3 separate regions of the Mus musculus genome follow, and all the other regions are linked to region 1. Evidence: chromatin contacts called from public HiChIP or PLAC-seq and promoter capture Hi-C data. All regions are on one chromosome and are shown on one strand. Each heading gives the region's core, a stretch centred on a gene start, on an enhancer-like site or on the middle of the called end of the contact. The rest is flanking DNA. Distances are from core to core; before and after follow the strand shown. Region 1 overlaps Atf6 (activating transcription factor 6). Region 2 holds the start of Atf6 (activating transcription factor 6). Region 3 overlaps Atf6 (activating transcription factor 6).

The links. Promoter capture Hi-C pulls out the DNA fragments that hold promoters and counts their contacts. HiChIP or PLAC-seq counts read pairs in DNA pulled down with a chosen protein or histone mark.
Region 2: an H3K4me3 HiChIP or PLAC-seq map of bone marrow-derived macrophages shows a contact between it and region 1, with 3 times the contacts expected there. The contact joins the promoter of Atf6 here to the enhancer-like site in region 1. A contact is called at or near these places in 4 of 39 promoter capture datasets (the C10 cell line, liver and pre-B cells), 1 of 15 datasets of contacts at CTCF or cohesin (the NIH/3T3 cell line), 4 of 484 Hi-C or Micro-C datasets (bone marrow-derived macrophages, centroblasts, liver and 1 more), 4 of 115 datasets of contacts at active chromatin or transcription factors (the NIH/3T3 cell line, bone marrow-derived macrophages, embryonic stem cells and 1 more) and 2 of 9 other capture datasets (adipose tissue and pancreatic islet).
Region 3: a promoter capture Hi-C map of the HPC-7 cell line shows a contact between it and region 1, with 4 times the contacts expected there. The contact joins two enhancer-like sites. A contact is called at or near these places in 8 of 39 promoter capture datasets (the 3T3-L1 cell line, the HPC-7 cell line, HPC-7-derived erythroid cells and 4 more), 1 of 15 datasets of contacts at CTCF or cohesin (the NIH/3T3 cell line), 11 of 484 Hi-C or Micro-C datasets (adipose-derived mesenchymal stem cells, bone marrow-derived macrophages, brown adipocytes and 8 more) and 3 of 115 datasets of contacts at active chromatin or transcription factors (the NIH/3T3 cell line, embryonic fibroblasts and pancreatic cancer cells).

Annotation. Positions count from the first base shown.
Region 1 is chr1:170,707,820-170,710,806 of GRCm38.p6, forward strand. Atf6 (activating transcription factor 6) reads right to left here. Exons shown (of 16, transcript NM_001081304.1): 16 at 1-2,268. The coding sequence ends at 2,060. Among named protein-coding and RNA genes, the nearest start is that of Gm23523, 43 kb to the right of the region's middle. Within about 2 kb of position 1,397, at least 87 of the 459 cell types and tissues checked have an H3K27ac peak or open chromatin away from gene starts, as enhancers often do. A contact at or near this core is called in the HPC-7 cell line, bone marrow-derived macrophages, centroblasts and 2 more, where this site is marked.
Region 2 is chr1:170,866,334-170,869,320 of GRCm38.p6, forward strand. It overlaps Atf6 (activating transcription factor 6), which reads right to left and starts at 1,438. Exons shown (of 16, transcript NM_001081304.1): 1 at 1,317-1,438. The coding sequence starts at 1,368. It overlaps Gm9929 (a long non-coding RNA gene), which reads left to right and starts at 1,497. Exons shown (of 2, transcript XR_003948181.1): 1 at 1,497-1,581; 2 at 2,248-2,987.
Region 3 is chr1:170,844,438-170,847,424 of GRCm38.p6, forward strand. The region is part of intron 4 of Atf6 (activating transcription factor 6); the gene reads right to left. Among named protein-coding and RNA genes, the nearest start is that of Gm29733, 5.0 kb to the right of the region's middle. Within about 2 kb of position 1,499, at least 100 of the 459 cell types and tissues checked have an H3K27ac peak or open chromatin away from gene starts, as enhancers often do. A contact at or near this core is called in the HPC-7 cell line, bone marrow-derived macrophages and peritoneal macrophages, where this site is marked.

The sequences.
Region 1 (2,987 bases), core at 147-2,646:
GAAGGCAAGCTTCCAGACTAGTTTTGAGCAGTCCTCCCCAGCTCCTTGGATCCCTGACCTGTGCTGTGGCCACCTTAACTTCTGTCTGCTCTTTGGCTGTGCCTTCCAACGGTCATCCCCACTGTTACCTGTAGGAGAGGCATCAGCCTTAGCAAACGTGACACTATTGAGGTCTTTGATCTGAGGCACTGGTACACTGGAGTCACTGCAGATTCTATTCGTGTCTCAGCAGATCAGCATCAGGAATGCGTGTGCTGCCTCTGTCCACAGCCACAGTCACATCCTCGTGTTGAGCTGCTTCACAGGCAGGAAGGACATGGCCACAGGGTAGCCCACCTCCCCCACAAATGGCTACTCCTAAAGGTACTCCATGTATTTGGTATCTTCTCCTTGGCACCCATTAGAGGACCAGCCCCCGGGACAAACAGGTCTTGTCTGAAAATCACCCGAGAGCCAATCAGGATGGACTGCGGCACTGAATTCAGCAAGAATGGCCCTGCCCTGAAAACATCTCACCTTAGCTTAGATGGCAGCAGTGCTGTCCAGGGAACAGTTGTTGGTGAACAGTGCCAGGCATAATGGGGCCACAGGCAAAAGATGACCTGACTGTGTGTCACTCCTTGTAGAGAGAAGAGGACTTAGCCGCCATTGTGCTTACTGGAATGGGACCACCTGACAATGGCAAGCCAGCTGGGAAGAGTCTATGAGAACCTGCTGAAATCCTGGGAAGGGAGGCAGCACATGACTGACATGAGTCCTGGCATCCATTTCTGTGAACTTGTAACGTACAATGTACAGTGCAATAGAAATGTGGCTGCTTGCTATGGTGAAGGAAGCAGGCAAAATACAATAAAATATATGTGAACATAACTTTGCTTTTTGTTTGTATTTGTTTATTTACTCATTTATTCATTCATCTATTTTTTGAGGTGGGTTCTTTATATAGCTTTAGCTGTCCTGTCCTGGAATTTGAAATGTAGGCCAGGCTGATATCAAACAAAGCCTGCCTTTCCTTCCAAATGGTGCTAGGATTAAAGCCATGTTCACAGCCATAGCAACAACAAAGAGAGCTTAATTCCTTTATCATCTTTCCACTGGAAAAACTGAGAACTTCACCATACTGTGCTGCAGCTTCTCTGGGAAGCCATGCTTGCTCTGTGCACTGTTGGTCCTTAAGGGAAACTCTCTAGTCTTGCTTAAGCCTAGTGACCTCCAAGTCCCTTTGCTGAGTCTGGTTTCACAGGAGTATGCTCTGGGCTGAGGGTCCACAATGAGAGGCAAGCATGTGCCCTGAGATCTTTGAAGATCTCTGCTGATTAGCCGAGTTCCAACACTGAGGGTGGCTATAGCTCTGAGCTTACCGAGGCCACAGGAACTCTGTGTTTAAATACATATGAAAATGGAGTCACTTCCCCTTACATTCCACCACTGGCCTTCCCTTCCCTTGTCTCCAGTGTGTGGCTCACTCTGTGACCCCCACAACAGTTATTTGTCCAGGGCTGAACCACAAATCACAAGTAAAAATAAACTCTTACCAACTGGAGATAATCCCTTTACCCAAACTCTAAACTGTTTTGACTCTTTGTGGGATGTTTTTGGCTGCTCGGTTTTTTGAAATGTGTTTTCTCAAGTATAACATTCAGAATGGATTTGAACCAAAGGAGAGAGAAAGCCAATTGGTGGAAACCACATGAGCATGTGTTCTAAAGCTTTAAATACAAATCTCTTTACTGCACCAGGAAGTGCAGTGGACAGAAGAGGAAGTGGGTCTGACCTGAAGGAAGATAACTGAGAACCAAACACACATTGAGAAAAGCACTAAAGATGACACAGCAGAACCAACACCAGGCGACACTGCCCACAGGGCTGCACTGCCACCAGAGAATTGCTCGCTAGCATGTTCCACCCCACTGGGTGGACGGTGACAAGCAGCGCACTTCCTGTTCTCTCTTCCTCTTCCCCTGGAGTTGCGTACAAGGCAAGTCTCTGCTTGCCGAAGAGGCAGAGAGCAGCATCTTCACCAGCTCTTCAGTCTCTGCTGTCCAGCGCAGCTCGGGCACTACTGCAACGACTCAGGGATGGTGCTGACCACATGGGTCGTCTCTGTGGTTGTTGGAGGGGAACCAAAGAAGGTGCTGGTTTGGTTCCGCTGATGATCCCGGAGATAAGGGGGAACCGAGGAGCTTTTGATGTGGAGGATCCTGGTGTCCATCACCTGACAGTCAATCTGCATCATTACTTCATAGTCCTGCCCATTGATCACATTATCTGCAGAGGAGCAGACACAGGATTCAACAGAGGGTTCAGGGTGGGAGCAGTCAATACACTTGCAAGGCTACAGAGCTTTATCAGCTTCTGCATCTGCGTGCCAATATGCCCTGCCCTTTCCTCAACTTAGTTCTCCAAGAGTCTTCACTGGTTCAGTAAGAGCTGTACCCTTCCCTCAACCTGTGGAGACTGATACACAAGAAAACTGAGGAGGAGGAAGAAACCTATCCCATCATCCCAACAAAGAAGAAATACTAAGGCCCTATGTCTTCTGCTCATCACATTCCCTACTGAAATCCCTTGCACTTTTGTGCATTAGTTGTTCATCTGAGGCCACTGTCTCCACAGGATTTCCTCTACATCTCAGCCTCAAACCCTATCGTTTCTTTCTTACTCCTACTTCCCTCCTCTTCTCTTTCCCATCCCCTCATTTCACTACTTAGATACTCACACCCTCAAGTTTCCTAACAGGTACCCTACTTCTATTGTCACTAAACCTTCTGGGGACAGTGAACATGACCAGCATCCAAGAATGCTGATATGTCTTCTGAAAACCAAAACATGGGCAGGAGGAGGTGACTTAGAGCCTAAGGGCAGAGACTATATTTACTCAGTAAAATTATAGCCAGAGAAGGAAATGGATATTCAAATATGTGAGCCATTGCCCCAAAGGGATATGACCAGAGAACCTTTCAATGGCGTATCATAGTTAAACTACG
Region 2 (2,987 bases), core at 188-2,687, 160 kb after region 1:
ATCTAGGCTTGGGGGGGGGGGGGGGAGCAAGTGTTACAGAGTAGAAAAACCAGAGGCACAGACTTCAAAGTTAGATAAGCCTGGTTCTGATCCTACTTTATCACTTACTCGTCTAAGACTCAGAGAACAGATTCTGTCAACCTCTGTTTCAACATCTATAGGATGGCGGGACCTCATTGGACTGTTATGAACATAACATAAATAACACATGTAGTGTGCTTAGCAAAATAAAGTCCTAAACAAGTGACTGCTGTTACTATAACAAAAGCATTTAGCTGGGGAAATGAACTGGAGAATGAACATTTAAAGGTTTTTTTTTTCCAGAAAGTTGTCAAAATCGGCCCAAAGATTAAAATAAACCTTTTATAGATTGTAATTGTAGAGAGCATCTGCCACTGTTAAATTAAACTAGGATTCCAACACTTCCTAGTTGAGGGCCCACTCATGTTATAGTGGAATGTTAGTCCATGAAAAAAAAGTGTCCCCAAAACTGAAGGACAATGTAGTCTCACTACAGGATCCATTGAGCCACCTACAGAACTCCATTCACATATTAACACACATAATCCTGTTAACATTCTGTCTTGAAATCGAGAAGGGACTATCAGCTTTCTCTAAGGATTTGGATGCCAAAGCTTGTTCCTTGTCATTCTCTGGTCCATCCTTCCTGAACACTAAAAATAGACTTAACAAGAGATTTCAGAGCTGTGTTTGGACAGCAGTCAGGATTACATCAGTTTGTGTTAGATCTAGTAATCAGGGACACGAGGTCAGGTGCTTGGGAGAGTTTCTTCTTTGCCAATTTGGATCTATGTCTTAAACCAACAGTTCAAGCTGGGAGCCAAGGATTTTCTTCTGTATTTTAACCAAGTTTTCTCAACATATCTCGTACACGTTCAGTGCGCGCGCGCGCACACACACACACACACACACACTCACACACACACATACACACACACACACTCAGCGCTCCCCAGCCACACGCCCACAGTCTGAGAAAATAGCTTGGAGCCTTTGGGGCAGCTACAATCATCATCCTACTAAGTTCTGGTCCCTCACGATCACCTGGAATTTCCACCAGGAACACACGCTGAAAAACTACAGCAATTTCAATTAGAACATCATTCCATTATTGCTACGGCCAGGACAGAAGCCCAGAGGCTCTGCCAGCCTCTTCTACGACCCTCAACCCGTGGCCTCGCTCCCCGGACACGGGTCGTCCACACCTGTCACCGCCACCGGGCGGAAATCGGGAGGAGAAAAAAACCCGCAGACGCGGCCCGACCTAGCTCGGGTACATTCGCAGATCCACTCACCCCAGTCTTCATCTGGTCCATGAGGAAGAACCGGACTAAAAGGCGACTCCATGGCGCCGGCAACACAAGCCGGCTTCCCCGAAACAGACACCTCTCCCTCACAACTCGGATGGGTGAGTAACCTGAAACGGCGGCGGCCGGAGGACAAAATAAGCTGAACGCTGACACGGACGGTGGCCGGGCGGAGGCAAACTATCTCACCGCACGCGGGAACTGGGATCCAAAGCTAAGGAGACGTCAGCAGATAAGCAAACTCAATAGACTTGTGAGTAAATATTTCCCTACGAGGATTTCAGCACTTTCTGTCCCGCTGTGGGGTTTTGTGGTTGTTCTTTTTTGTTTCTCTCTCCCTCTCTCTCTTTTTTTTTTTAAATTGAGCGAAGAGCACGCAGATTTTACCGCTTTGTTAAAATTCGCTGATAGTACTAAAACTGAAAAGTCTCCTGATCATAGTGGCTTGTTCTTTGTGCTTAATACTACGATATAGACATCTCAGAACGAAATTAGAAATTGACAGTAAACCTGATTCTGTATTTATAAATGCTTTTCAATCGCTGTAAAAATTTTCCACGTACACGGTAAATAAAGAAAAATACAAATTTCCGACATGTGTTAGAACCACTCCTTTACTGGGACAGAATCCGAGGTAAACTTTCTCACAAATAATACTTGTAGAAAACCCACCTTCAAACAAATTTAAACAAAGAAAATATATAAGATAAATTCTCCATGTCCGCACTTACCTCCTAAAGAAGAGTTTCTAAAACTCGCAATAAGCTGTCAATCTCTTATTACTAAAATCCAAAATTCTAAATATTTTTAGAGAAGAATCATGCATCACGGATTCCAACTGGAAAATGTGAGCAATTTGAAACAACAGTTTCGAGAACCTACTTAGTGTTGTTTACTTTTCGGTTTTACTCGATTTCAGTAGCCAGGGACTGCATTCAAACCCAGACGGTGAATGAACACGGATCCCTCTAGGACCGAGAGGAACTTTTCCCATGGTTACAAACAAACATAAATGCTTCCCAGAATCCTCCGAGCTCCTCGTGGCTGCGGTTACTACCGATTGCGATTGCGGAATGCAACAAGGTGAGAGGAAAGCCAGGTCAGAATTCGTGAAGTCCGGCTGGGACCACACCCGCATACACACGTGCAATGCACCGCCCGCGCGCACATACATACATATATACATACACACACATACATACACACATACATACACACATGCATGTGCAATACGCAGCACGCGCGTGCACATACATGCATACATACACGAACACACGCACACTCGCGATTCTGAAGTCCCCCTACGACAAATGACATTCCTTTCGTCGTTGGAATTATATATATATAAATTTTAAAAAAAAAATTTTTTTTTCGAGACAGGATTTCTCTGTGTAGCCCTGGCTGTCCTGGAACTCTGTAGCCTCAGAAATCCGCCTGCCTCTGCCTCCCGAGTGCTGAGATTAAAGGCGTGTACCACCACCGCCCAGCCTTTAGTCCATTTTTTATATTTACTTTTACCATGTTTAAACCTGTTTGTAAATATATATGTTGAGTGTTGGGGAATTTCTTTTTTAATTCACATAAATGTATAACACGGAAATGTTCTCCAAATTATTGTCACTAGGCATTCATTACTCTTTGAAGCTCTCTCGGGGTTTT
Region 3 (2,987 bases), core at 249-2,748, 140 kb after region 1:
AAGTGTTGGGAACACATTCACAAGGGGACCCACGGACCTAAGAAGGCAAGGCAAGGAAGGAGAGCCTTCATGTAACATGGCTGAGCCCAACAGAAGCCTAGTGAAAGATCACAGGAGCCATAGACAGCGACTCCTGGTGGCTAAATACGAGACAACACAAACACCAGAATAAATAATCACAGCAATGGTTACAGTCTAAACCCAATGGGAAACAGTAAGTCAACACTAATGTTAACAAGTATCTGGGTGATGGATAGCTTGACAAAGACCCGCACATTCGGGCAGGAGAACAGATTAGCGAGTAAAGGCACTGAGTTCAACCCCCGGAACCCATGTGGTAGAAAGAGTCTGACTTTCACACACTCACTGTGAGCCATCATGAACAACCATACATAAGACACACAAAATAAAAAAGTAAATGTTCATTTTTTTTTTTATTTTTTTATTTTTGGTTTTTCGAGACAGGGTTTCCCTGTATAGCCCTGGCTGTCCTGGAACTCACTTTGTAGACCAGGCTGGCCTCAAACTCAGAAATCTGCCTGCCTCTGCCTCCCGAGTGCTGGGATTAAAGGCGTGCGCCACCACGCCCAGCTTATTATTTTAAGAGCAGTACTTTTCCACGGTTTAAAAGTACCTTCTTCACAAAATACTGGCAACTAGCAAAGGGAGAAAAGAGCAGCTTCTTGGCTGAGAGCCTAGCAGATGCTGTCAGCTGACTGAGGTGAACATCACCAGTAACAGGACCACCTCAAACTGTCATCAAACTGAATCTTATCATCAAAAATAAATGACAAGGTGGAGTGTGGGTGGCCTGCACCTGTAACCTCAGTTCTTGGGAGGTGAAAGCAGGAGAATCAGGAGTTGAAGGCCATTTTCCATTACATAGCAACTTTAAACCAGTTCGAACTAGGTGAGATCCTATCTCAAAAGGCAAAAACAGATCTGGTAGTGGTGACATCCTTACTACTTTAATCCTAGGACTTAGGAGGCAGAGGTGGGTGATCTATATGAGCTGCAAGCCAACCTGGTAAACAGAGCAAGTTCCAAGACAGCCAAACAGCTAAAGCTATACAGAGAAACCCTGTCTCAAAAACCAAGAGAGAGAAAGAGAGAGACAGAGAGACAGAGAGAGAGAGGCTAAAACAAACAAACAAAAGACAGACACAAAACCACTTCTGTGGCATTCCTGCCATAGACACTAAAGCTGACTCCAATCCTGAGGAAACGTCTGGCACTCCAAATGATAAGGTCATTAAAGCACGAAGTCAAGAAGGAAGAATTGTTCCAGAATAAAGAAAATTAAAGCAGAAAGACAACCACATGCAACATAACCTGATGCTTTTGCTGGTCTGAATCTAAGGGGAGCTACATGGGAAATTGCACAATCTAAACCGGGACTGGGTAGTGCGAGTTTTGGTTTCTTTTAACCTCAGTTATGCTACGGAGACATGTTTCTGTTTTAATCCCTGGTGTGGCCTCCTTCAGCTTATCCACAGCAGCAGACTGACTGCCTCGTGCTCCAGCAGGGGCAGGATCTGTGCCCAGTGCAGATAGCTTAATTCTGGGAACTCTTGAGCGAGAGAAAAAAAAAAAAAAGCCAAATGCCAGAGGGGGCTGAGGGAACTCTGAGGGGCAGGGGAACACTAAGGAAGAAGCCTGGCTGTTCGGCTGTACCCCCTGCTGGGTCCTGCTCCTGCTGCTGATGGTTGAGAGGAAAGAGACCAGAAGAAGCTGGACTTCCCGGTAGCGGAAGATTAGACTTGCTTTAGTCAGCAGGAAGTAGTTTAAAGAGACCTAGCCTCCTTTCTCCTCCACCCTTCCTTCTCTACTACCTGGTGATGGGGGGTTGGAAGGAATAAGGGCTGGAAGGGAGAAAGAGGTACATAAAAACCAAATAAAATAGCTAAAACAAATATGCCTACAGGGCTACAGATGAGATTATTGTTATATATCAATGTTTAGTTCCTGGTTTTGGTGGCTGTATTGTTGTTAAAAAAAACATTCTTGTTCATAGGAGGTAGACATTATAGAATTTGGAATTCAGTGGCCAACTGACCCTCAAATGGCTCAGACAAAAATCTCCACAATATATTTGCAAATTTAAGATCATTCCAAATAAAAAGGCAGTGTAAGCAAGAGAACAAGAATAAAAAATTAGCCAGGCGGTGGTAGCGCATGCCTTTAGTCCCAGCACTTGGGAGGCAGAGGTAGGCAGATTTCTGAGTTCAAGGCCAGCCTGGTCTATAGAGTGAGTTCCAAGATAGCCAGGGCTACAGAGAAACCCTGTCTCGAAAAAACAAACAAACAAACAAAACAAAAACAAAAAACAATAAAAAATTAGAGAATGTCTTTCTGAGTGATAAGCTTTTGAGTAACAGGAGGAGGAAGAATAGAAGGAAAGGAGGAAGAGAGGTAAAAGGCAGGAAAAAGGATAAGGACATGGATAAGAGGAAGTGGAGGAAGAGCAGCAGCAACAATAACAGAACTAGTAAGAACAATAATAATAAAATAAATATATGTGCACCTTATATAAATATAAAGAAGAAGAAGAATAACCAGGCTAGGCGTGCTGGTTATTATTTTAATCTCTACACCTAGAAGGCAGAGACAGAAGGATCTCTACAAGTTCAAGGCCAACCTAGTCTCCATAATAAGTTCCAGGCCAGCCAGAGCTACACAGTGAAATCCTGCTGAAAGAAAGAAAGAAAGAAAGAAAGAAAGAAAGAAAGAAAGAAAGAAAGAAAGAAAGAAAGAAAGAAAGAAAGAGAGAGAGAGAGAGAGAGAGAGAGAGAGAGAGAGGGAGGGAGGGAGGGAGGGAGGGAGGGAGGGAGGGAGGGAGGGAGGGAGGGAGGGAGGGAGGGAGGGAGGGAAGGAAGGAAGGAAGGAAGGAAGGAAGGAAGGAAGGAAGGAAGGAAGGAAGGAAGGAAGGAAGGAAGGAAACAACCCAGGCCAGACACAGTGGCACATTCCTGCACTGAAGCCCAGCC